Regions from separate parts of the Mus musculus genome. Here all the other regions are linked to region 6. The links are chromatin contacts, called in public Hi-C and HiChIP or PLAC-seq maps. All regions are on one chromosome and are shown on one strand. Each heading gives the region's core, a stretch centred on a gene start, on an enhancer-like site or on the middle of the called end of the contact. The rest is flanking DNA. Distances are from core to core; before and after follow the strand shown.

The links. Hi-C and Micro-C count contacts between places; a contact is called where the count stands out from the background. HiChIP or PLAC-seq counts read pairs in DNA pulled down with a chosen protein or histone mark.
Region 1: a contact with region 6 is called in a Hi-C map of the N1E-115 cell line, with 9 times the contacts expected there. The contact joins two enhancer-like sites. A contact is called at or near these places in 1 of 484 Hi-C or Micro-C datasets (the N1E-115 cell line) and 1 of 9 other capture datasets (embryonic stem cells).
Region 2: a Hi-C map of the N1E-115 cell line shows a contact between it and region 6, with 8 times the contacts expected there. The contact joins two enhancer-like sites. A contact is called at or near these places in 1 of 484 Hi-C or Micro-C datasets (the N1E-115 cell line), 1 of 115 datasets of contacts at active chromatin or transcription factors (embryonic stem cells) and 1 of 9 other capture datasets (embryonic stem cells).
Region 3: an H3K4me3 HiChIP or PLAC-seq map of embryonic basal ganglia shows a contact between it and region 6, with 3 times the contacts expected there. The contact joins two enhancer-like sites. A contact is called at or near these places in 1 of 39 promoter capture datasets (hippocampal neurons), 16 of 484 Hi-C or Micro-C datasets (Sertoli cells, adipose-derived mesenchymal stem cells, cerebellar granule neurons and 9 more), 4 of 115 datasets of contacts at active chromatin or transcription factors (astrocytes, embryonic basal ganglia, embryonic forebrain and 1 more) and 1 of 9 other capture datasets (embryonic stem cells).
Region 4: a contact with region 6 is called in an H3K4me3 HiChIP or PLAC-seq map of embryonic basal ganglia, with 4 times the contacts expected there. The contact joins two enhancer-like sites. A contact is called at or near these places in 4 of 115 datasets of contacts at active chromatin or transcription factors (astrocytes, differentiating embryonic stem cells, embryonic basal ganglia and 1 more).
Region 5: an H3K4me3 HiChIP or PLAC-seq map of craniofacial prominence shows a contact between it and region 6, with 6 times the contacts expected there. The contact joins two enhancer-like sites. A contact is called at or near these places in 5 of 115 datasets of contacts at active chromatin or transcription factors (craniofacial prominence, differentiating embryonic stem cells, embryonic basal ganglia and 1 more) and 1 of 9 other capture datasets (embryonic stem cells).

Annotation. Positions count from the first base shown.
Region 1 is chr8:108,478,968-108,483,350 of GRCm38.p6, forward strand. It overlaps a transcript of Zfhx3 not described here. Among named protein-coding and RNA genes, the nearest start is that of Gm39243, 8.8 kb to the left of the region's middle. Within about 2 kb of position 2,599, at least 34 of the 459 cell types and tissues checked have an H3K27ac peak or open chromatin away from gene starts, as enhancers often do. A contact at or near this core is called in the N1E-115 cell line, where this site is marked.
Region 2 is chr8:108,433,955-108,437,870 of GRCm38.p6, forward strand. It overlaps a transcript of Zfhx3 not described here. Among named protein-coding and RNA genes, the nearest start is that of Gm39243, 36 kb to the right of the region's middle. Within about 2 kb of position 2,112, at least 1 of the 459 cell types and tissues checked has an H3K27ac peak or open chromatin away from gene starts, as enhancers often do. A contact at or near this core is called in the N1E-115 cell line, where this site is marked.
Region 3 is chr8:108,787,075-108,791,264 of GRCm38.p6, forward strand. All of the region lies in intron 1 of Zfhx3 (zinc finger homeobox 3), which reads left to right. Among named protein-coding and RNA genes, the nearest start is that of Zfhx3, 75 kb to the left of the region's middle. Within about 2 kb of position 1,562, at least 14 of the 459 cell types and tissues checked have an H3K27ac peak or open chromatin away from gene starts, as enhancers often do. A contact at or near this core is called in embryonic basal ganglia, where this site is marked.
Region 4 is chr8:108,757,157-108,761,394 of GRCm38.p6, forward strand. The region is part of intron 1 of Zfhx3 (zinc finger homeobox 3); the gene reads left to right. Among named protein-coding and RNA genes, the nearest start is that of Zfhx3, 45 kb to the left of the region's middle. Within about 2 kb of position 2,530, at least 79 of the 459 cell types and tissues checked have an H3K27ac peak or open chromatin away from gene starts, as enhancers often do. A contact at or near this core is called in embryonic basal ganglia, where this site is marked.
Region 5 is chr8:108,818,009-108,821,942 of GRCm38.p6, forward strand. The region is part of intron 3 of Zfhx3 (zinc finger homeobox 3); the gene reads left to right. Among named protein-coding and RNA genes, the nearest start is that of Zfhx3, 110 kb to the left of the region's middle. Within about 2 kb of position 2,008, at least 115 of the 459 cell types and tissues checked have an H3K27ac peak or open chromatin away from gene starts, as enhancers often do. A contact at or near this core is called in craniofacial prominence, where this site is marked.
Region 6 is chr8:109,415,978-109,419,918 of GRCm38.p6, forward strand. It overlaps a transcript of Pmfbp1 not described here. Among named protein-coding and RNA genes, the nearest start is that of Gm35145, 43 kb to the right of the region's middle. Within about 2 kb of position 1,449, at least 67 of the 459 cell types and tissues checked have an H3K27ac peak or open chromatin away from gene starts, as enhancers often do. A contact at or near this core is called in the N1E-115 cell line, craniofacial prominence and embryonic basal ganglia, where this site is marked.

The sequences.
Region 1 (4,383 bases), core at 1,349-3,848, 940 kb before region 6:
TCAGCACCAGGGCTACAGGCGTATGCTGTCAAAGCTGGGCTTTTGTTGTTTTTCTTCATATAGGTTGTGGGGATGGAACTCAGGTCCTCACGCCTGGGACCAAAGCATTTTACCAACTGATCCATCTCCTGAGCCCCAACTCAAAGTGTTTCTGCATAAACAAACCTGAGACAACCTAGCAGTCAATGATTCCCAAGGCCAGAAGGCCAGTGGACGCAAAGCCATTCATGAGGAATCTCAAGGACACTCTTGTCCATTGTCTTCTACTGCGGTGATGCACTCCATTTAGGGACACTGGGCTTAACTCTGTGTTATGTGATCAGTTACTTTTCTGTTGCTGTAACGAAACACCATGCCCAAGACAACTTAAAGAAGTCCTTACAGCTCCAGCGGGGTAAATTTGTCATCACCATCGTGGCAGGAAAGGGTTGGAACGGGCAAGCAAAGCAACCGATCGGCAAGCTAAGAGCTCATACTTTAAACTAAAACCAGAAAGAATAAACACAAAATGACAAAGAAAAAAAAAAACCTTTAAGCTCTCAAAACCCACTCCCAGTGGCATGCATCCTCCAGAAAGGTCACATACCTCCTAAACTTCTCAAAACAGTGCCATCAACTGGTGACCAAGCATTCAAATGTCCAAGGCTAAGAGGATATTTATCATCCAAACCACCACATGTGGCCAGGTACGGTGGCACTCTCGAGTAGATTGTGGCACACTTGAGAAGTAGAGGCACGTGGACCTCTGAGTTTGAGTCCAGCCTTGTCTACAGAGTGAGTTCTAACACATCCAGGGCTACCCAGAGAAACTCTATCTTAAAAAAAAGAAAGAAAGAAAGAAAGAAAGAAAGAAAGAAAGAAAGAAAGAAAGAAAGGGAAAAAGAAAGGAAGGAAGAAAGGAAGGAAGAAAAAGAAAGAAGAAATATTGAAAGTTTTGTCATTTTTATATAGTTTTGATGCATGTGTGGGTTTTTTAAATATATGAATAACTAGGACACAATATAAAGGATGAAAAGAACACCCTGGGTTTCCCTCAGGGTTGAAGTATCCACTGCCATTTGACAAGAGCAATGCTGTGCACAGTAAAAAGTCTGTGGTCCCTAAACCCATTCAGTATAGTAGTTCAGGCAGCAGTGGCAGCAGCAGCTCAGGCCCAGGTCAGACTGCCTGAACCAGACTCTGCCCCATCAGATCCCTAGGTGACTCCTGTGGGTATCGTCCTGAAACTCGGGTCCAGGAATCTGCTGCAGTCCTGGGCTCTCTTATCAGGCAGGGTTTGAGTGGATCTCAGTACACACAGAAGCCAGGCCTGGGCATTGTTGGATTTTATCACCTCTAAAAGAGGATGCAGTATGTAAAATGAAAGCATCTACCGTTGGGCGATGTTAACATATCAAAGCCATCTCTGCTTTCTTCCTTTCCTGGGCTCTCTCCCGCCGTAATAGATACAGGCTGGCAAAGTTATTAATGCAGAAACTTCCTGGGACTCGGGGCATTTCAAAGGATCGGAAATTCTCGGGCACCGCAGTGGTGAATGTTGGCTTTAGCACTGCCGGCGAGCTCAAGTTGCAGAGATGGTAACTAGGAAAACTCACCCGACTGCACGGACTCTCATTTCCAGTTGTGTGGAGATGCGCGAGGCAGGGCCATTTGGGGCAGGGGAGGCTGATTGCTCTTTCTAAGCTGCAGTCCGTGACTTCCTTTATTGTCTTGAGCTTCTAGAACACAGCAGTGCCCCCGGATGCTGTCCCTGGGCTGTTTCCAAATCCGTTGCTCCATGTCATTGGACCAATTATCTAGAATCTACCCAATGTAATGGCCACCAATGTGCTTACATGCAAAGAGTTGTGAGCCTCTGTACTTCATGATAGATGGTAGATCTACACGTGGGCTTTCCTCTTACCCGGGCACTCTGCCTGGTAGAACAGCCTCTTCTCTAGCTACTCCAGGTCCATTGCTTCCTTCCTGAGAAATCCAGACCTACTCCTCCCCACCCCCACCCCCACACCCCCATACAGCCTCCTCCTCTGTCCAGCCTAGCCTCTGCCATCAGATTACCAGGTAGTCACTAGTGTATGTGTGACTCTTTCCCTCTTCTTGTATCATTTTTCCTAGGCTGCTTTTTCTTCCCCCTCGTTTTATTTTTATTTTATTTTATTTTATTTTATTTTATTTTATTTTATTTTATTTGTGGTCTCTGTCACTCCACTGGGGCAAAAGGGTAAAGGGATCTGGCACTAAGTGCGAGCAAATGCTGAATCTGGAATCTATCTTCCAGGCGGCACAATGCTAAAAATGCATGGCAGGACAGCCGCCACTGACACACTCTCAAAGACATATTGCAGGTAGCATTATTTATTGTGGCAAGGAGTTCATAGAACTGCTGCCTCAAAGCACCCCGAGAGATCCTAAAAAGCCCATCTCCCATCAGGTGAGGCAGATTTATGGAGGCAGCCCCAGAGAGGTCAGGCAGTAGGGCTTAGGAAGCAGGCTCCTTTCAGAAAGCCTGGATTCCCTTAACATATTCAGTGCAGTGCGATTGGTTCAAAGGAGGGCTTGAGTCTGTAATGTTGACCATAAAATTGCAGTGACATGCTGCTTTAGATAAGAGGGCTGAGGGAAGGGGGCAGGGATGCTGCGAGCCCAGGAGCAGCCAACGCAGGCAAGACCCTGGAGCATGCGCTGAGATTTGAGGTTAATGTGTGGGGGAGAGGCCGGAGGGGGATGGGCCCAGGCAGATGAATGTTCACACAAAGGAAAACCGAACCCACTGGCCCAGACATGGCAGATAAGCCCTGAGTCCGTGCAAAAGCAAAGCCAGGTGCACACAGGCACATGGGAATACATGCAAGACCTTCAGGGGTACGTGTAACCATCCAGATTGGAAAATATACTAAGGCAAAGCCAGCTAAGCTAGGCTCACCATTGTCCTGGAGTATAGAAAAAAAAGGGCTGCATCTCATGATCCCTGCCAATTTGATTGGTGTTTCTCCTGCTTTACATCAGCCCTGGGCACACAATATGGGCTTACCAGTTCTGGGTGCAAAGATTCTTTATTTTATTTTATTTTATTAGATATTTTCTTTATTTACATGTCAAATGTTATCCCCTTTCCTGGTTTCCCTCCCTAAGTCCTCTCCCCTTTTCCCTTTCCCCCTCCCCCTGCTCCCCAACCCACCCACTCCTGCTTCCTGGCCCTGGCATTCCCCTACACTGGGGCATAAAGCCTTCACAGGACCAAGGGCCTCTCCTCTCATTGATGACCGACTAGGCCATCCTCTGCTGCATATGTAGCTGGGGCCATGAGTCCCATCGTGTGTACTCTTTGGTTGGTGGTTTAGTCCCTGAGAGCTCTGGGAGGTACTGGTTAGTATGATTCTTAGGCAAATAGATGGATCTGGAACATATCATCCTGAGTGAAGTAACCCAATCACAAAAGAACACACATGATATGCACTCACTGATAAGTGGGTATTAGCCCAGAAGCTCGGAATACTCAAGGTACAATTCACAAACCACATGAAACTCAAGAAGAAGGAAGACCACAGTGTGTATACTTCGATCCTTCCTAGAAAAGGGGAACAAAATACCCATGGAAGGAGTTACAGAGACAAAGTGTGGAGCAGAGACTGAAGGAATGACCAGCCAGAGACTGCCCCACCTAGGGAATCCATCCTATATACAACCACTAAACCCAGGCACTACTGTGGATACCAAGAAGTGCTTGCTGGTAGAAGCCTGATATAGCTGTCCCCTGAGAGGCTCTGCCAGTGCCTGACAAATACAGAAGTGGATGCTCAAAGAGCACAAGGTCTCCAATGAAGGTGCTAGAGAAAGTACTCGAAGAGTTGAAGGGGTTTACAGCTCCATAGGAGAAGCAAAGATTCTTAATTCACAACAACCATCTAGGCCAGTAGTAGTTCTCAGCCTGTGAGTCACAACCCCTCTGAGGGTTGCCTACCAGATATCCTGCATATCTGATATTTACATTAAGATTCACAACAGTAGCAAAATTGCAGTTATGAAGTTACAACAAATAATTTTGTGGCTGCGGGGAAGGGGGGCAGGGGAGAAGGCAAGTGTCACCATAACACTCAGGACTGTATTAAAGGGTCATAGCCTTGGGAAGGTTGAGGACTGGGCACAGCTCTAAGATAAGGCCCTTCTTTGAGCTCAGAGCTTCTGAGTCTGATGGACAAGAGGACTGAGCTCCTCGCTTTTGGAGTCAGTGATGTCCATACTGGGACAAGAACAGAGCAAACACCCTAAGGAGGTGTTCCCCAGGAAGTCAGGCCAGTGTCTGCTATGTGAATTGCTTTTTCCTGGTTGGTTTCCACTGACCTTGTTACAGAGTCACCATATTCACCCTCTAAACCAGTGACC
Region 2 (3,916 bases), core at 862-3,361, 980 kb before region 6:
AAATCTACTCAGACAGATATATTTAAGACCTCTAGTATCAAGTCCATGCCACTTTTAAACTATTAAGACCAGCTAGTGATGCCATTGCATTGAGTTTCCAGACATGACGCGCAGTGCCCAGATCAGTTTGAATGTCCTTGTAAACAAAGAGTACGTTTTCAGTATCGTAAATAGTCTGTTGCTTTAGTATAAGTACGTCCCCGGACGTTGGGGCTTTCTTTAACATTTGGATTGAAACTGAGCAGTTCTCCATCAGGCTCGATTTTGTGCTTTCTGTGTTTTGATCTCTCTGAGCCTCAGTTTCCCCATCTAAGAAGGACATTCACAGTAGTAACTGTTTCATTGTGAACTGTACATTAACTAACTGGATGTGAAGGCCTTTGTACAAGGTAGTCTCTGGCAGGATTTTACTCTCTGCAAGTAAGATATATCATTGGAGGGAACATTATTTGATAAATAAAAATGTAGGGCCGTTAAACAATAATGTCTTATTTTCCTCTTGGCCATCTCTCTTTGTCTTTTGTCCTCAACCTCTTTCTTCCTTGCTTATTCCTCCAGCTTCTCCCACCACCTCTACTCTCTTGTATGCAAACTGGCTATGCTAATAACATCCCTGTCATGTTGTCAACTAAGCACCTTCCTCGATTCCCCCACACACCTGGGCAGGATGGCTGAGTAGCCTTGAGTTGTCTCAAGGCCTCGAGTTCTATGATCTCAGCCCTGCTCTTTGACCTTATGTGGTTGAGTGTCCTGAGATAAGAGTGTCATTACACATACCAATACAAGGAGTGTACTTAAAATGCTATGTGAACCATCATCTTTATAATACGTGGCTGTTCTCCTGGGCCCCCTAGAAATAACAGCACTTGTTGAAATCAGCACCTATCACTTGAACCAAGCTGGGTACTGGTTTAACCCTAGGGAGTAAGTAAACGGATGTGGGTCCTACCTTGGTTTTCCTGACTCTAGCCATAGAAGCAAACCAAAATGCCTTTAGCCCTCACTAAGATAGACCCCCGTGGTGAGTTTTTCAAGTTTGATTAAGATAAGAATATTTTCCTTGTCTTTCACAATCAAGTTCTGGGCAAAGCTTCCAGCAAGTTAATGAGAATTGAACAGCGTTTCATGAGAATTTAAAGAATCGATGTCCTGATAGCTACAGCTGCCATGACCTCCTGGCCATAGCTATGTAGATTCTGTCTGGAATGAGGTCAGAGCAGGCAGGGATGTCCCTTCTGGGATCTGCTCTAAGACTCACCATCAGCAGCTCCCCAGCCCAGACCAAGGTTTCTAGAACATCAGTATTGTTTGGGTGTACCTGTGAGTTAGGCACAGGCACCTTGAGCTAGGCAACTAGAGGAAGTCTGGGCTTGGTAGCATCTCTGGTTGATAAGAAAGCTAAGGATGTCACAACAGGTGAGGTCCCAGATAAAGACTGAGGGTGGCTGATTCTGTCCAATGTCCCTATACTGCACGACAGTGACTGATCTTGCCCCTTACCACTTCTCATCATGCTGGGCATGGTTCCAAACACTTGCCAAGCATGCACTTGGTTTAGCCCAAAACATCCCAATGCCACAGACACAGTTGTTACTGCGTGGCTTAGATGAAGAAATACAGGAAGAGGGGCAATATTAATGCAGACTTCTCCCTGCTCTTTGCTATCCATTTCCTCATTACAGAGCACTACCACGCAACTATCCTCATAGTTTCTGAGTGGTATTCTACACAGTGTAATATGCCAGGCACCAAGCATGCTTTAGACCTCAACTCTTTCAAAAAGGATGTCTATAAGTCATCACTGGGAGAAAGATGTAATTTCTCGGGGCTGACAGACTGATAAGTAGAATAGGAATCATGGGTCTTTTGAGCTCACTGTGGTCCATCCAGAGAGGAAGGATTTCATTTGGATAGCAGGCCTCCCAGCATTGAGGGTCACAAGAGTTTGGAAGGATGAGCTGGAAGTTGAAACGGCATGCCCTGCTTGACTAACCAGGACCTGTACCACACTATGTGGTAACAGTCTTAAGAAGAGATACACTATGCTAGGTCAGCACCCTTAGCCTGCCCTTGGCTGGCCTGACACCCACAGCTACCTGGAATGGCACTGACAAGGAACTTTGGAGAAGGGAAGAGGGATCCACAAGGATGCTGTGTGAAAGTATCCCATTTGACTCCTTAGTGTAAGTTTAATGTGCCTATCAAACAGCCAGGACTTGCTATTTCTTGACAAAAGAGACTGATGTCACCACAGCATCTCATGAGCAAGATGCCCACTTAGGATTAAGTAGCACAAAGTCCCCCACTGCCATCTGACTGATTTAGGAAGGGGGGGATGGCTGCTGAGAGAGAAGAGGGTTCCCCAGCGGTGCTTAGAGAGGGCCCCTTGGTGCGGCCACAGCTCTCCTGAGCTGACCAGCGGCGTTTAAATGCAAGGGCTGCTGTGAGCTGACTCGCTGCAGGATAATTACGTTAGGGACCAATACGGCCTGTTGAAAATCAATTCCGTGGGACCAGTGTGTTTGTTCGGAAAGCCACTCAGCCAATTCAGGAGTATATTAGGCAGCAGGCCCAGTGCAGTGACCTCTTCCGGATTGGGGTTGACACTTGAACGAAGGCGTTTGTCCAGTTAAAGGACAGTACTAGCAGCAGGCTCTTATCTCCCATAAATTGGATTACTCAGATCTGCTTGTTCTCTTTAAAGATAGTGACTCTTGGGCTTTTCCCCTCTCTTTCCATCTGTCTGAGATGGTTACCTAGTGATTACTGTCTAACGTGCCATCCTTATGTATTTCTGGACAGTGTCTGTCACCAGTGTGACTTCTCTTTCCTGAATGGGTGGACAAGGTTACCGGAGCTGGGCACCTCCACTTGTCAGGTCTCTGGTTGGCCTGGGGAATGGATTTCGATCCTGGTGCCCAGGCCTGTGCATTCGCTTCCGAAGCATGCAGTCAGAAACTCTGTGACATGCTTTTCAGTGATCAGTAGGCAAGTCCTGTGATATCCCATACTTCCCGTCAGACAGGTGAGTTAACTCCCTAGTGGCTTCCCCTAGCTTAGAACCCTAAGCCTGCTCACTATGCAAGCAATGTCTCTTGAGTAGGAAATGCATCTGTGCATGACAACTGTCTCCAGCCCTCCAGAGCATCAAAGTCCTGCAGAAGGCTGGAGAAGTAATCACTACTGAGAGTAACCCCCTCACGCCCCCCCATGGAAAGCCCAGGAAATCCTGTCTTCAACACCTCTCCTGGTGGAGTCTTCCCTCCCCAGACCTGCCGTACTAGCACAGGGTTGTAAGGGGTGTCACCAAGACAGAGCCAAGTCTGGGAAAACGTGTGTCTCCTCCTAAAAGGATCCAGGAAAGACTTATGGCTGCAATTACAGGTTCTTTTAATGACACATAAAATTAACTGCTCCACATATCCATTCACTCTGACAGCCAAGGATTTCTCTGCGGTAAAAGGAGGGCCACGCGCACTGTCAGCGAGTCACACGTCCGTATCCCAAACCCTGTCAACCAATTAGACTTCGAGAGCAAGCCGCACCATTTTCTAATGAAGCTATAATCAGGCTGCTCCCTCACCCAGAAAGAGCAGATAGTCTTGTCCAGAATGGAGAAGGTAATCGCCAGGGGAAAAGGCCTGAATAAATCAGAGGTGATTTCAGCCTGGCTCACTATAGGTCCGTTATAATTGGAAAGTGGCTGATGCAGACCCAGCCTCCCCCTCAAACTGCATCACTTGGGAGAAAGTGCCTTGCCGCATCAGGAAAGCAACATGGCTTCCCAAACAAATGGCTACGGGGGCAGCAATTGTGGGTGTCCGTGCTTGGGGATGCACTGAAATATAAGGAGAAGAGGTGGAAGCAAAGAGGAAAGAAGGGGATACAGGAATAACCCAGAGAGAGGGAGGGAGGG
Region 3 (4,190 bases), core at 312-2,811, 630 kb before region 6:
ATTGCACGTTTATGATGCGCATGTAGGCACGTGTGACAGTGGATTGGCACACTGTGTGTGAGGTCAGAGGGTAACATTTAGGAGTTGGCTTTGTCCTCCTACCTTTGGTTCTGGGGACTGAAGAGCAGGTACTTTTAGCCACTGAGCCATCTCTCTGGACCCTGCATTCCTGTTTTATTTTTTGTTTCTTCTCATTTGACATGTACATGAGTACAGGTGCCCAAGGAAGTTAGAGGTGCCACATCCCTAGAAGCTGGACTCACAGGCAGTCGTAAGCTGCCTGATGAGGGTATTGTGAGCCCAGCTGGGGTCTTAGGTCCTTAAAAGAGCAGTGAGCTTTCTTAACCACTGGGCCATCTCTTCGGTCCCACTATGCCCCTCCTTTCTTGAAAAGAAGCGAGGACATGGGACCTGCCGTCCGTGTGGCTTCTCTGTTCACGCGGTCTCTTCTAGCTTTCTGATGCTATGCAGAAAAAACAAAGAGGGCCACTTTAAGTTCTCCTGTTCGGACTGGTAGGTCTGAGCAGTCCCCGATCTTGAAACAGTCTCTGGGCACATGAAGATCTAATGCAAAGACTGGCTATCAGCATGCTTTGCTGTTGTCTTTTCTCACAGCAGACATCAAAGAAAAAATATCCCGAGTAGCTAAGAACACAGATCCTACAGCAGCTATCTGGCTTTGTCATTTAGGCTACCTCAATTTTACATCTCTGAAATGGGTATAAGAATAGCACCCACCCTAGAGCAGTTATGATTAAGCCTGTTGATACTGATTCGGTACCTAACTCATTAAGTGATGTTTCCATTATAAAGCCTTTAAAAAAGCTTTGGGGAAATATAGGCACAGGGAGGAAATGAACTCACCCATAACCCCACCTTCTCGAATTTACCTTCCTAACATTTTTTCATAGAAATACATGATGATGGCTTTATGTTTAGCAATGCACACTTTACTCCATTTGCAGCTGATCAGCTTGCAGTGCTTGTAAACGTTTTCTTCAGCATCATCAGCCTTATAACATGTTGAATTCCATGAACTCTAATTTATTTATTCTCTGTTTTTTGCCCGATTATTTCCATCTCTCCCCTTTTTTTTTTCGTCCTAAATCTTATTATGAACAATCTCATATGTCCACACATCTCCCGGGTTGTTTCCTTAGAATAAATTCCTGGAATGGAGAAATTGCTGAGTCAAAACATGTTGGCAGCATGTGCTGTGCACTGCCTGGGTCCCAGGAGAAGGGTGATCCTTGTATTTCTCCCTAGGGCAGGGCAAGGAGTCCCCAGAGGACCAGGCACCTTTGCCTGCTGGCTGACTTCTCTGGTGATGCCCTGCAGGTTCTCCACGTAGGCAACAGTTTCTCTTGCTGTCTCTATTCTCTTTGTTTTTCTTGCTTTCCCCTTTGTTTCCCTTCTTGGTTTCCTGCCAAACAGCCCCTCGTGAAAGGACCGCCTAATTAACCCTGTGCTAATTAACAATTTAAAATTACACAGTGTGACTGTTCATGTTTAATTCGATGGGAGCTGGAGCAGCAGGAGCCCCCTCCCCTTCCTTAGAACCACACACCCCTACTCAGCCTACCAGAACTGAGGCATTTCATTCATCTCTCCCTCCTCCCCCCTGCCTCCTTCATGGAATAAAACTGAACTTTCCTTACAACAAACACCCTCTCACTTTAAAGAGGGAGATAGTTGCCCAGGCGAGTGTGGCAGACCTGGTAGTAGCATTCTATCCTTGCAAAGCAATCTTTTTAAAAGAGATTGATATTTCCAAAACTGCAGTGGGCCTTAAAACAGGGAACCTTGATATTCTCACACAATACCCCCCCCCCTTTGTATTGGGGGATTCCTAAGGTGCCGGAATTCCTGTGCACTGAGTACTTTTCAATGGCAGATTTAAATGCTCCGCAGAGCAAAGAAGGGAGCAACAGTGCGTGCGCACAAACGCCTGATGGATCGCTTCCGTGTCTACCCTTGAATTTTGTCATCGGAAAGATGTGCTTTTATAAAATCTGAACTGAATTCCTAAACAAGTAGCATTGGAGTGTAGTTATTGAGGCCATTTAAAGGGAACCTGCGGGAGTAGCCAGGGGACCAAGAATTGGCCTGCAGGAAGGGTTGAGAGTTCCGGGTGAGCCAGACTGGAGTGTCTGTGGGATGGGGTCAGGGCTGGAGGGGAGGGCTTAGGGGGCTGAGGAGAGGTTTGTGAATGCTGAGTGGCAGGGCTTCCTGTGAAAGTGTGGGGACCCACTTGGTTCCCAGGCCGCCCTCTGTAACTGAAGAGCATTGATTTTACGGGAAACCATGTTTACAGACAGAGCGCTGATCGACCTGCCGAGTTGACTTCTGCCTCCTTAAGTAAGAACTACCTTTTTCTTATTGACTGGCTGATAAACAGAGCAAGCTCGCTGGGTGGGAGAGTAGTGGATGCCCCGAGGCCCATGAGCTGCCAGACTGGGCAGGATGAAGAGATTGCTTCACGTCAGCGCACCCCCACCCCCTTCCCAGTCTATTCCTTCTTCTCTGCATCTGCTAGGGACCCAGGCAGGAGGACACATGCAGCCTTCCTGCCCTGGCAATACAGAAACAGACAGGCTGGTCGTCTGGTGAAGATGTCGTGAAACAGCATCTCAAACTTTAATTCAGGGTCCCCAGAGATGATGTGTATCTGACAGGTCTGTTTGGGGTGGGGTGTGAGCCTGCATTTTTCAGGACAGTGCTATTGACGCATCTCCTTAAAAAGTTTCGCCTGCAGTCAGTGGGTATCGGGGAGAAGCTCTAACACAGGCGTTCTGGGCCTGGAAACTGGGCTTTCTTTCCCACCTGCATCTTTATGGGCTGTCACCTTCCTAGGATCGACCCCCAGACCCAATGCCCCAGTTCCCTGTCTTTCAGAACTAGTAACTTGCTTGGGAGTAGGGAACAAATTAAACGAGTCTCTCTCTCTCTTTCTCTCTCTCTCTCTCTCTCTCTCTCTCTCTCTCTCTCTGTCGTCGTCGTCGTCGTTGTTGTTGTTGTTGTTATATTCTGTTTTTAAAGTCCCAGCCCCTTAGCCGGCCAGTTCATGGAGGAGGAAGAAGAGAGCCAGGCAAGCAAAGCCCACCAATTAATTGGTAAATGCTAGCAGGTTTCTCTGGCCCAACCCAGGCTGGAGAGGAGATTGGCTTTGCTGTCAATAAACAAGTCCCTGGTGCAGCATCAAAGCTGTTCTCCTTTATCAATCGTGGCCTCCCCTTCCCGCATGTTCCTGTAACTTACCAAGCATTTATGACATTGATTTTACAATCGGGCTGTTAACCCTCCCGCCCCTTCAGACCTGCCATCCTTTTGGGCTTGAACTGTCAATCAGGTGTCATCCAGCCAATCAGGGATGTCCTTAGGAAGAGCCTCCCCCGATTCTCACCTAGATCCCAGCTAAGCCTTGTGGGAAGCCCTGTCTCATTTGCCACTGGGGCTGGTTTAGTGAGGTGATTTGTTTGAAGCGAACAGGTCGTTTCTAAGGCACACGGAACTTTTACCATCACAGAGGCCAAGGTTATCAGTCGATTGATTGGACAAGTGAGTGCGTGAGAGTCTTAAACCAATCATGGCACATCCTTTTGGAGGCCTCTGCAAGCCTGCCTTCTCCTCCTTTTCCCGAGGGGGAGCTGTTGGCTCACTATGCAGTCAAGCCCGGAGAAATACAGAAAGTCGAAGACAAGGTTGGCAGGAGATGGAGGGAGATGAAACCTAGCCAAAAGCTCTGTCTGCTGCTCATGAATGAGCTAGATGGCAGAGCAGGGACCAGATGGCCTGGGGTCTGTGACTAAAAGACTGAACCAGGTCTCCTACAGGTGCTGAGCCACCTGTAGGAGACCTGCAACAAGGCCATAACCACCCCCGAGGAGGTGATGGTACAGGAGCCAGGCAGCCTGTGATCTGTTGCTACCTTCCCCAGGGACATGAACTCTCAGAGGGCAAGTTCAGCTCAGTAGCACTCTGGAGTCGGAAACGGAAAAGCCCCAGGGCTGCAGGACAGCTGCTAGGGCAGCAACTAATAACCAAGAGGCAGCTGTGCAAGAGGGCCTTGGTCATCAGCCCAGCTGCCGTCTCTGCCTTTGCTAGGGGAAACCCACCCCATGCAAGGCGCATGGCGAACAGGCTCCCTGCAGATGGGCAGAAGGAGGTATTGCTCCCCAAGGAGGCATTGC
Region 4 (4,238 bases), core at 1,280-3,779, 660 kb before region 6:
GTCCTGAGAGCATAAGATTCAACTGCATATTTTACCCAACGTTTGACACCAGGTGCTAGATAGTGGGGTAAATAAAATGTGTTACCATCCAGCTTGCCTTACGTATTCATCTTTTTAAATTTAAAATCCTAGTACTAGCTCCCATATTTGTTGGCTTTTGAGATGGGATTTTTTTTTTTTTTTTTTTTTTTTTTTTTGAGACAGGGTTTCTCTGTGTAGCCCTGGCTCTCCTGGAACTCACTCCAAGCTGGCCTTGAACTCAGAAATCCACCTGCCTCTGCCTCCCAAGTGCTGGGATTAAAGGCGTGCGCCATCACGCCAGGCGAGACAGGATCTTGATTATGTGTCGTGTAGGCTGGTATGTGAACTCATGGTAATCCTCCTGCCTCAGCCTCCTTGAGTGTTGGACTTAACAGGTGTCAGCCATTATGCCTGTCATGTGGAGGATTTAGAGCAGTGGTTTTCAACATTCCTAATGCTGCGATCCCTTAATACAGTTCCTCTTATTGTGGTGACCCCACAACCATACGATTATTTGTGTAGATACTTCGTAACTGTAATTTTGCTACTCTTATGCAAATATCTTTTTCCGGTGGTCTTAAGTGATTCATGTGAAAGGGTCATTCGACCTCCCCTAGGGATTGTGACCCATAGGTTGAGAACTGCTGACTTAGATTAGGCATAGCTTGTTGTTGGTCAGTGGTGAACTTGGTGGGAAGTCAGTTTTTGTTTTGTTTTGTTTTCTGTAGTGGAGAGTGCTATAAGTGATATCATGATGAACAGTCTGTATTTGCTTCTTAGACTAAGCTGCTGTACACAGATTCTCCTCAGATGGCATCCTTTCCAGCTGTGGCCACACTATGAGCAGGAGGATAGCTTCGCCCATGCTTGTGAGATAGGAGTGTCCTTTGCAGGGTAGGGACTCTGGGATTGGACCCTGAGGTGACTTTTGCTCAAGAGCTTCAGCAGCCCTCTAGGGTAGGTGACAGCTGTTGCTCAGCCTGCGAGACCTTTAAGGAAAGGCAGTAATTGCTCAAACAGGCCCCTGGACCCTCTGAATGCGATCATGCAGGTTACATGGGCTCCAAGTGAGATAGTGCCTTGAATTCTTCAGTGATCTTAAGAATGCTATGATATGGTGCTTAGCATATAGGAGGCCCTAGATCCCTAGCACTAAAACAACCAACCAACCAACCAACCAACCAACCAAAAAAAAACCCAAAATCAGAAATGGTTGGGGTGATAGGGAAGCTTCACATGGAGTCTGTCTGTGAAGGTCAAGGGCTTCCTGTGGGGCCCTGGGCTCAGTTACCAGCAGTACAAAGAACAAAACCGTAAGACAGGACCCACCATGCCGCCCCAGGGTCTTTCTAGAAAGCAACGCTGAGTTTCTGTTGGTGATTTTCCATCTCAAAGGGGGCTTAGATGGGTCTCTCTCTGAGCAAGAACTGTGGTTCTCTTTTAAGAATACCAGCCTCTCTCCTCCCTGCATAGAAGGTGACTTCTTTTTTTTGGTGGTGGTGAAAGTCCTGCCTCATTCTTAGCCTTTCTGGTGGAAGGGTTGAAGATTCGCAGACTGGCCTTCAGTAACAATAGCTTTGGGACCAAGAGGAACGAAAGGGATCTTTGTAGTGATCCTGTGTCCACAGTACTGGTCAGACTAGTTCATACCTGGTTGATTGTTATCAGTAAAGTAAACTTAACTCTATGGCCAGAAACAAGCCTGTAGCATCTAGCAGCTTCGATTCACCAGGTGAAGCCGCTGTGGCCACAGCAGTCTGCACATTTCAAGGGTTGCAGGTGGGAAAGCCGGGGTGTTTGTGCAGGGAAAGAGGTCCTTAAACCCCCCACCCCCAAGTCTGGCCCCTTCCCTGTAGACTTACAGTGGGGTTACGAGTCTCATTTTGTTACGAGATTTGCCTTGTCTTGTGGAAAGTCGAGGGCTCATTGGTAGCTTATTGGTATTCGGTGAATGTCTGGGTAGCCACGGGGTGGTGAAGTCCAGCCCCTTCATCAAGGGTTTGCTTGGTGTGCTGGTCACACGGGTTTATAGAAGATGAAAGGCCACCGTCTCTGCCTGTAGGAAAATGATATCCAGTAGGACCAGCCATTATCCGGGCAAATAATTACCTGCATTTAAGCGCTCAGACGAAACGGAGAATCAACATTCTTAGTAGGGAGGAAAGCCACAGCAGGATGGGACTTCTTGAGCAGGTTGTGAAATCCCAGGGCCTGAGGGCCCTGGGTGGCTCAAACTATACCTGCATGATTTTGCCTTTCAGTTGCTCTGTTCTCATCTGACCCTCTCACAATCACAGCCGTCCCTTGGCCAGATCCAAGCCTTCCCCGGGTCACGCTGCTGTTGCCGAGGCTCCTCGGAGCTCTGCGATCTGCCTGAGGTCCTACAGTCGGAGCACCAGGCCTCCCCTCGTGGGGTTCATGGGCCGACTCCTTTTGCGCTTGCTGCCTGGCACACCACATCCCTGGCTCAGGATCTCTTCCGAGGCTGGGATTGCTTGAAGACTGGCAGCCTTTGTGTGTTTCATAGGAGAGGAATTTGGGGGCTGGCCTTGGGAAGAGGCCTATGACAGCTGTAACTGTGGATGTGATCGGAGGGACAAAGAAGTTGTCCATCAGACAGGTTTGTGCCAGCAGTTTAATTTCCTTTATTTCAGGACTGGAAGTTATTTAAATTACTTTATAGACTTCCTGCTTCCTTACAAGAGCTCATTAAGTAAGTGCAGGCTGAACTGCTTCATTGCCATAATGGAGTGCCTGGACTTGCAGTTCTCATTCTGCCCTCTAGGGGGTCAGGAGCCGAGAGGAGCAGAAGGAAAACATGGACAGCCCAATTAGATAACTTTTTTTGAAGTTCACATTCATTCATTCATTCATTCATTCTGTGGGCATGTGTGTGGGTGCACGTGTTGTATGCCCAGTGTATGGAGGTCAGAGGACAGCTGTGAGAGTCCATTCTCTCCTTCTGCCCTATGGGTCCTTGGTCTCAGGTGGTCAGGCCCGGCAAGCGGGCACCTGTAGGCACTGAGCTGCCTCACTGGCTGTGGCGACTCTTAATAGGTGCCCCATGATGGATTGACATAGGGGATCTAACTCAAGTGTAAACAACTACCCAGTATTCTGAAGTCTGTTGTCTGTTTCCTGCATCTTGTTAACTTCACTATAATTCATGTTCTGGAGAAGTGGCAGGATGCTCATCTGGCTTTACAGTTTGGGACCCTAACTACTGTTTCTGTGATTGGAGCAAAAGCTAAGTGGAGTTTTATAATCAGGAACATGGACCGAGAAGGTCATAGAGTCTCTGGGTGATTTTGCACATTGTGTTGGTGTGACGTTTGAATCATTTAACCCTCTGATTTACTTGATAGGAAAGTTTTCAAATGAATTCCAGAATCGTATTACAGCTCTTAAGTCCAGGTCTCGAAAAGCCTCGTTGCCTAAATGCTTTACCTTCAGACATTCCAAGAAAATCGTATTTGGACGACCAAGAAATATTCCTTGTACATCTTTAATTGTCCCATCTGTCCAGGGGAAGGGGAAAACCGGCCCTAGAGGGCAGAACCGAACAGGTTGCAGAATGCTGGCTAGGAACAGTAGCCACAACAAACAACTGTTTTGAGGACAGAGATGGTACCAGTGTCAAGCTGTGGCTGGCTCCCTGCAGATGTGCAAGCCAGCTGTTTACCCACCTCCCTCCCGGGAAAAGCTGGAAAAGGTTGAAGTCGGACAGGCGCCACATCCAAGAGGACCTTCCTGGACCCAGTGACTTTTGACCTATTACTGTTCAAAGTCACCCGGTACGAGCCACCACTATTCAGTGTGTGCTAAGTTTTTTTGCTGACCCGGAAGGTCCTGAGCACTCCCCGGAATTACCGTCCTCTAGGGTCAGGGTGGGGGAGAGTCACTCTTCTCTTTCGGGCAGACAAGAATATTTCTAAAGCTGGAGTATATCACAGCGACTTAAATATAACCCGAGTCAGACCTGCGCGTCTACACGAAGGCCCAGTTTTAAATATTCATTTACAACATTAAGCGCTGTAATTTCTTCATAAAGAATTCTAAAATAATAAAGATGACCTGGTAGGCAGAATTCCCTTGTATTTTTCTAAAAGCTTTTCATAAGGTCCCTCATAAAAGATTAAGAGACAAGAAAAAAAAAAAAAAGAAAAACCACAGTGTGGCACAGAGTCCTGTTGTGGATTAAAAAGTGATTAAGTGGT
Region 5 (3,934 bases), core at 758-3,257, 600 kb before region 6:
TGAGGTCTCTCCCTCTCTACACACTGTCCGGTTGTGGCTCCCCTATATGACGCCATCCGCTGGAAGGAAACCTCTCTGGTGATGGCTGAGCAAGGCACTGATCTGAGTATAACAGAATGTCCTTAGGAGTCATTGTATGGCTCTGTTCCTTTAGCAAGACAGTAGTATTTGGTTTTCTCCTACGTCCCCGTATCTAACCTCACGTTCTTGGCCACCAAGCAGCGTCAGGAATGGGTTGCATGTCATGGACTGGCCCTGAATCCAGTCAGATACTAGTTGGTTACTCCCACCGTTTTCCCACTATTGTACTTACACATCTTTGAGGCAGGTCACCCCTGAAGAGCTGAGAATTTTGTTGGTGTTTACCTTCCTCCTTTGGTAGTGTGCAGAGAATCTTCTAGTACAATGAACACCAGTCCATAGGCAAAGGCTTAGGTAGGCACCGCTGGCTGGACGTCTCCATGGACGTCTCATGTTCAGTGAGCTGTGTAGGTGCTGGCTTCACCTAGGGCCTTACTGATAATTGACTTTTCATAATTCGTTTTCCATTGGCTTTGAACTGGATACACTGTCAGGTTTGGAGGACACAGTGGAGAGACGTCACCATTACTGGTGTTCAGTGAGATGATTGAGTGTGTCACTTGACCATAGTTGCTCTGTGGTGACCCTGTGTGAAGAGTGAGAATCTTGGACACCTCTAGCACTAAAAGCATAAGCGTGTTGAAGTTTTTTTCCCAAGTGGGTCCCTCTGCTTCTTCTAAGAAGAAGGGCCCCAGCACAGTCCTTAGGGACTCTGAAACTACCCAGGGCTGGCCTCACTCTGGCTTGTGTGCGGTCCAGCCCTTCTCTGTGGAGAAGTCAGTTGTGAGAAGTGAGCTAGGAGGTTGCTTTTACTGCCAGTCTCTTAATCCTGGTGTCCACAACCTGAGGTGTTGCTGCTTTGTCTGTCTGTCCGTCCATCTGTCCATCCAACCATCTTTAATTTTTTTTTTTTTTTAAAACAACGTCCAGCATCAATGTAGCTGTATCTCTCGTACTTGGTCAAAATCCCCTCGCTGCACGCGAGGATGTGGAGGTTTGGAATCGACGCTGAGCATAGGTGTGTTCTCAGAGACATGAGCTACTCTGCTTTCTTAATTCTTTTACTGTTTTTGGCAGAGGCTAACACATATTTAAAAAAAAAAAAAAAAAGACAAAGCAAACTGCAACAGGGCAGCTCCCACCAAAGCAGCAGCCCCCACGTGTGCGCACCATAGAGGCAAAGATGGACAAAAGGAAAGCTGAACTCTAATTAAACTGGAATACATCTGACACCGCTCCCCTTTCATGTTTGGTGCCTACATCTGAGTGCATCCTGTAACCTTGGAAATACCACAGACCATCCTGGAGTCGGGGGCAGCCCCCCAGACACTAGCCCAGGGTTGGCTGGCGCCTCAAAGCCGCCCTTCCCCGCCTTGCATAAGCGAGTTCATTTACATCGAAAGCCTTGCTGCTGTCTGTGACATGGCTGACTTAACATTGCCTTAGGAGTCTCCCTTTAATGTTTACATTTGTGTTCCTGCTTGTGGCCTTCAAGTCCCCACTCTCCCTTCCTTACAATCAGCACCTGCAAGTCAAGTATGCAAAACTGTTTCCATGGCAACCTGTGGCGAGCTATTAATTTTAGATATTCCAGAAGTTTCTTTTTCAGCTGGAACTTTTTTCTTCTTTTTCTCTCTCTCTTCCTTTCCCTTTCTCTCTCTCTCTCTCTCTCTCTCTCTCTCTCTCTCTCTCTCTCTCTCTCTCTCTCTCTCTCTCTCTCTCTCTCTCTTAACAGCCCATCCCGCCTCATCTCTGGATGTCAGAGGTTAATCTCCTTGGCTACCCTAGTTGTAGATGTTTCTCTCCCTCAACCCCTCCTCTTTTAAAAGCTGATTTCCCCACATTTTATCTAATGAAACACACAGCTAGCCCCAGGGTTTCTGGTTACAGATCTAAGTCAACAAGTGGTAGGAGGAGCCACCTTGCTTTGAGTCTCAAACTGCTAACTTAACCACGCCTTTTAACACCCACAGCCATGTGCCCAGTACACACTCCTGGAAAGTCTCACTCGGTCTGTTGCCTGCCTGGTAGTTAGAGCTGTGTGAGAGGGTCCCAAAAATACACTTCTAAACAAAACAACCCCCCCAAATTTAGCTGCTCCTCTTAATTGAACTGATAGACCCAGAGGGCTAAGTTTCCACGATGTTTTTACGAGGCAGTCAGGAACTTTGTGAAAATGGGGAGCCTGCGGGGTTGGAAACACCTGCAAAAAATGCAAACCCCCAGGAGAGGCAGGCGCTCACCTAGGTTGCAAATTGGAGCGCCAGTGAAGAAATGCAAAAGACTCTTTTGCATAGCAGCGCTCACTTCCCACGTAGTAATCATCTACCAAGAACGGTATTGTAGTGTCCAGGATGTGGGGTCAGCCAAGTTATTACTTTAGTTTACATGTTTTTTAAGGACTGTATGCAAGTCTTTTGCATCCCTTGGTCACGTGTCAGTCATGGCTCTTGTCATTTATTCTTAGCGCGGGGATAATCGAGCTGATTTTGGGAAACGCATGAGCCTCGGTTTTGTTTTCTGGCCTAGGAGGTCTGATAAGTATTTTGTTTTCCTAGATGTGTCGGTTCCAATCTGACGCTCACTGTGGGCCATAGCTAAAAACAAGGAAATACAAGTTTTGTTCTGTCGCTGAGCATTGAGGTAGCATTGGCTTCCCTTAGCCCCTTAGAGCTGAGTGGACCTTCCTTCCTCCTCTTACTTGATTGGGCATTGGAGATGGATGCCCCGCCCATCTCTTCACTGCATAGGCTAGGCTAGCACTCCAGAGCTCAGCCACGCCCACAGCTCTTTTCAGCCCTTCACTGGTTGAGACATTCCTTACCACCCTGGGTCTTAGGACTTTAGACTTCAGATTGCTCTACACTCCAGGGACCCCAGTGGCACTTCACTGTCTTCTGTCTGCTGTCGACTACCTTTGGCTTTGATGATTTTTCATAAGCTTCTTTATGTTTCCCCCTTCCCATTTCTGAACAGGTTGATCAGAAAACAATATGTATCTATAAGGAGAGATCTTGGGGTAGTGCTTTCTTCAGTTGCTAGCTAGTTTTCTGCTTGTTAGGACTGTGGGGTATTATTCCCCTCCCTCCCTCCCTCTCTTCCTCCCCCCTTTTCATTTCTCCCTCCCTTTTTGTCTATAGTAGGTTGTTTCTGTTGCTTGGGGAGGAGAGGGCTTATTCCATTAGACACCTGCTCAGCCTGCTTTCTTACTAGCACCCAGGGCCAGCTGCCCAGAGGTGGCACTGCCCACAGTGAGCTGGGCCTCCCCACATCAGTCATCAGTCAGGAAAAGGCCCCAGGCTTTGCTCACAGGGCAGTCTGCTGGGGACATTTTCTTAGCTGCCTGACGTTCCTGCTTCCCCAATGACTCTAGCTTGGGTCAACTTGACCTAAAACCAGCCAGCATGGCTTCTCTTCCCTTTCTCCTTCCCTTCTTCCCTTCCCCTCTATTCTTCTCCCTCCCTCCCCTCTATTCCTCTCCTTCCCCTCCCCCTTTCCCTCCCTTCCCCTCTCTTTCTCTCTCCCAGCCTTCATTTCTTCCTTTCCTCTTCTGACCCCCTTTGGTCCCCCTTCCTCATCGGATGCTAGGAGCCTGGTTGTCCATGAGCAGGGTTGCGGGGCCGCGTCCTCACCCCCGGGTCTAGTTTCCCACAGCTGGTGAGGAATCTCTCAGCTTGGCGTCGCAGTCTCATTTTCTGATCCCAGAGCACGCTTGCTTTAATGTGTTTCAGTTAATGAGGTAGAAGAGAGAGTGAAGTGGCAGTGTTTACACACAGACAGCCTGTGCTGAGGGCCCTGCTGTAGCCCATTTGGCCCTGGGCATCCTCAGGGAATGAGTCCCAAAGAGCAAGCC
Region 6 (3,941 bases), core at 199-2,698:
CAACGAGTTGTTTTCACGAATCCATTTGCGAGACGGCAGTGAACAGGAAGCCATTCTTATCACTAGATCCCTGTGTGGTGTGACAGCAGCTGGTTCCCCTGCCCTGCCAGCAAATAAGACCTCCAAATCCTCCCAGAGCGCGGCAGGTAGCATCCGTGTGCGGCAGAGCATTTAAATTCACTCGGCACTCCTCTGTAAAAGGCCACCATTGACCGGTACATGGCACTGCCAACCAACATCACCTAAACAGATGGAATAACTGCCAATGGAATTTGTGTTTTAATCACATTAATGTATTTGGCAGGGAGATCCACCTAAGTACACATTTCAAAGTCTGCCTTTGATCTGAGCCCCTTTGGGGCATTTTCCATGACTGATAAACTCCTCCTCTGAGTTCATAGACAAATGATGGAAATTGTGGGTTTTTTTTGGTTTTTTTTTTTTTTTTTTTTAAGAAAGGGAGAAGGAAGCCAGACACCCACGTCCCATCTGGCCTCTCCGTCTCTTGGGGGATGAGAAGCTCCGAGATTCAGGACATCTCACTCTCCTCTCACCTGCCTGGGCAGCTCCCTAAGAAGGGCTCCCTGAAAAGGACACTACTGCCCACCCAGTCCCTTCTCCCCCTTGAACACAGAGACACACATACATGCTTGATACAGAATCCACGGTCTCTGCGAGGCTCCTTCTGCTATTTTACAGACGCCTGTTTGGATGCTTGTGGAAAGCCTGCTGCCAACAGCTTCCCTCAGCATCTGCCCCTCTAGCCCATCACACATGTCTTGCTTAGCTTTCTAATATACCGTGATGGAAATCAGAAGCTGCGCTTTGAATGAAAACGCTCTAATTGTGCGATCATTCCTTCTAACTGTTCCACCGTGAGTCAGGCTCAGTACAGACACACAGACAAAACCAAGCCCTGTTGAACTTGGCAGTTTCCGCTCTTCCGGAGACGCAAAGGGCAGAAGGTCATAAGCAAAGTGTGATGGCTACTGAGGGGAAAAGCTGCTACATACAGATTCCCCGCTCAGACGCAGCTCCACCTTGCCTGCTCTTGAAATGGATCATCAGCTACGTCCCTTCCCCACTTAGGATAAAGAGATCTGAGGAGGTTTTTAATTCTCAGATGAATTTTCTTGTTTGTTTGTTTGGTGGATTTTCCCCCCTTCTTTCTCCTCCACAGAACACAACTAGCAAATGATTGGATCTTTGACAGAACAAAGGTATTTTTGATGGCTCTGTAATCTAGTGCGCTAATGTTCCCAGTCCCCTCATTGTCTTGCTGTCTGATCCTATCCCTTCTGCCAGACAGTCACTGCGGGATGAGTCACTTTTAATGTCTGATAATCAAGGTGAATTTTCAAAAAGCTGCCATTTTGGAATTATGCACTATATCCCAGTGTCAGGGACTAGAAAAGAAAGTGAAGGGATAAGGAAGGCTAAGATAGACACCTACTGTATGTTTGGAGAACTGCAGGACCCAGCCAACGTGGTACCAGATAAGATGTGTCTGGAGGGTCCAAGTCGATCAAGGCATACATGATGAGACAGAGACTATGTTAATTATAAATTAAAAATAACTTCTATGATAATGAAGATTATATGCACAGGAGAAAACGTCTTAGTTAAAACAGACTAGAAGGATAGAATTAAAACGCAGCCATTTGGGGCCATGGATTCTGTACCTACTGAATATATTGTGGTCTATTAAATAACCTAATACAAACTTAACATTTGAAAAAGAATAGAAGGGAATTGTAGTAGTCTCCGTGGAAGCTGTATTGTCTGCTGTCCTTACTTAAAGCGCTATCTGCTAAGAACATTACCTAGCTGATGAACACAGCCTCTCTCCAACCACGGAGATGAGATATTTCTAGAATCATTTAAAGAAATACCCACCCTACTCCCCAACAACAACAACAACAAACAAACAAACAAACAAAAAACCCACCAAGCCCAGTGAACTAGCCAGAGGGATGCTAAAAACCCAAGGCAAACAAAGGGTATCAGACACTCTTTCCGGGTTTTGGCTCTTCAAGTATAGGGTGGTCATTGTCTCCTCTGAGGTAATTAACTAGAGCCACGGCTCCAAATTGTAGACCTTGTTTTTCATTGTGGGCGTTGTGCTAAGTGGTGGGGTGGCTGAAGGAAGGCGATCTGAGCATAGCCCGCGAGTTCCGTTTATTATCTGGAGACGTGAGCACTATAAATAGAGCCAGGCTGTTTTGACTAGGGAAATGCTGTCCTCCTCACAGCCAGGGGATGCTGGGGAGCAGACGCTGAAGCTTCAAAGCTTTGTCCTGCTTTAGAAAAGCGTGAGGTTTTTCATGGCTGTTTCAGTGGCTGGTCGGAGAGTCTGCAGGCGCTTTATCTGTCCTGGGGGAAGGAAGAAATGGCATTTCAGAGGATGCTATTTTATACCTGTGATGGATGCTTACATGTGTTCTCCAACAGAGGCATCTAAATACCCTGGCATCCTCTGTGTACAAGTTGTATTTACAGATTATTACACTTATATTATCTACAGTGGTTACCACTAATCCTCTGTGTGTGTGTGTGTGTGTGTGTGTGTGTGTGTGTGTGTGTGTGTGTGTGTTGGGGGGGTAACAGAGAGACACACATATAAGCGCACACACATATGAGCACACATATGCTATAATCCCATAAAATGGCTATAAAATAGGCACATGAAGAAAATTTGTCGTTGCTGCATGGCTGTTATAGTGCACATAAAAGAAGATTTAAAAGCCAGAGAGTATTTGAGCTGTAAGCAAGTCCTTAGAGGTCATTTGGTACAGTCCTAATTGTAGTAAGATGGCAGAAAAGTGACTTGTCCTGTGACACTCAGTCAGAGGTCAGCAGGTGCCAGGCTAATGCCGAGGTCCTTTCTCTCAGCTCGGCACACATTTCTGTTGCCACGCACCCTCGGCAGCGTGGCTAGTCATGATTCCAGCAAAGACACCCGGAGGAAGAAAGAAAAACCCCCAGAGAGTCGCACATTTATAATCTTGAAATACAGGAATGAAATGAAACATAGTATGAATTAAAATTTTTTAAAAAAGCAAGATGGGAAAGAACATACATGTATCTGACAGACAGAACCTTCTCTACCTCAGCCAGCATTTGATACGAAGGCAGAATTGTCCTTATCTTACTAACAGAGACATTTGGAGCTGGCAAAGAAAGTGGGTGCTTCTGGCACAAATGATAGAGCTTTCTTCTTCTCCATATGTGCTTTCAGCGAGAATGTCAGACTCTCTAGGCCCCAGACTACCAGACACAGCAGACACCAGGAAGAAAACAGGACTTCCTTTTACTTCTAGACTAAATCCTTAGCAGGTGTAGATAGCCTTGCTCTCTGTTCAAAGTCTGCCTGCTGTAATCTGGTAGGTGTTTTTTGCCTCTGTAATTTGCATTTCTCTTTTGCTGTGTTCTGACTCCCGTGGGGGTAAAAATCTGCCTCCCCCCCCCAAAAGATTTCCTTTGTGCTTAGCTTCCTGGTGCCCAAAAACCCTTGTCAGGTCAAGTTCATCTCCTGTTTTAATATTAAACATGGGAATTTCCTTTACAAGCACTAAAGAGAGCAGGAGGTTGTCAGAGGTGCCGGGTGGTAACCATGGTGAAGTAGACATCACTGTGAACCAGAGCAGGGCCTCCCCGCAGCTCTGTGCTCTCTTCTAGGCTCTCTTCTAGAAGAATAAAAACAAAGGCACACACTAACAACTAAAAAGAAAAGAAAAACGGAAATCATGACTGTGTCTTAGCAGGGTAAACGATCCTTAGGAGACAAAGGAAGGGATCTCAATACTACACATTAGGCAAGACATTTATTTGTTTTTAATTATTATAATTGTGGGAAATGTGCATGTGGCAGTCAGGTGACACACTTATGGTGATGATTCTCTTTGTCCCCCATCTCTGTTGGTTCTGGGGATCCGATATAT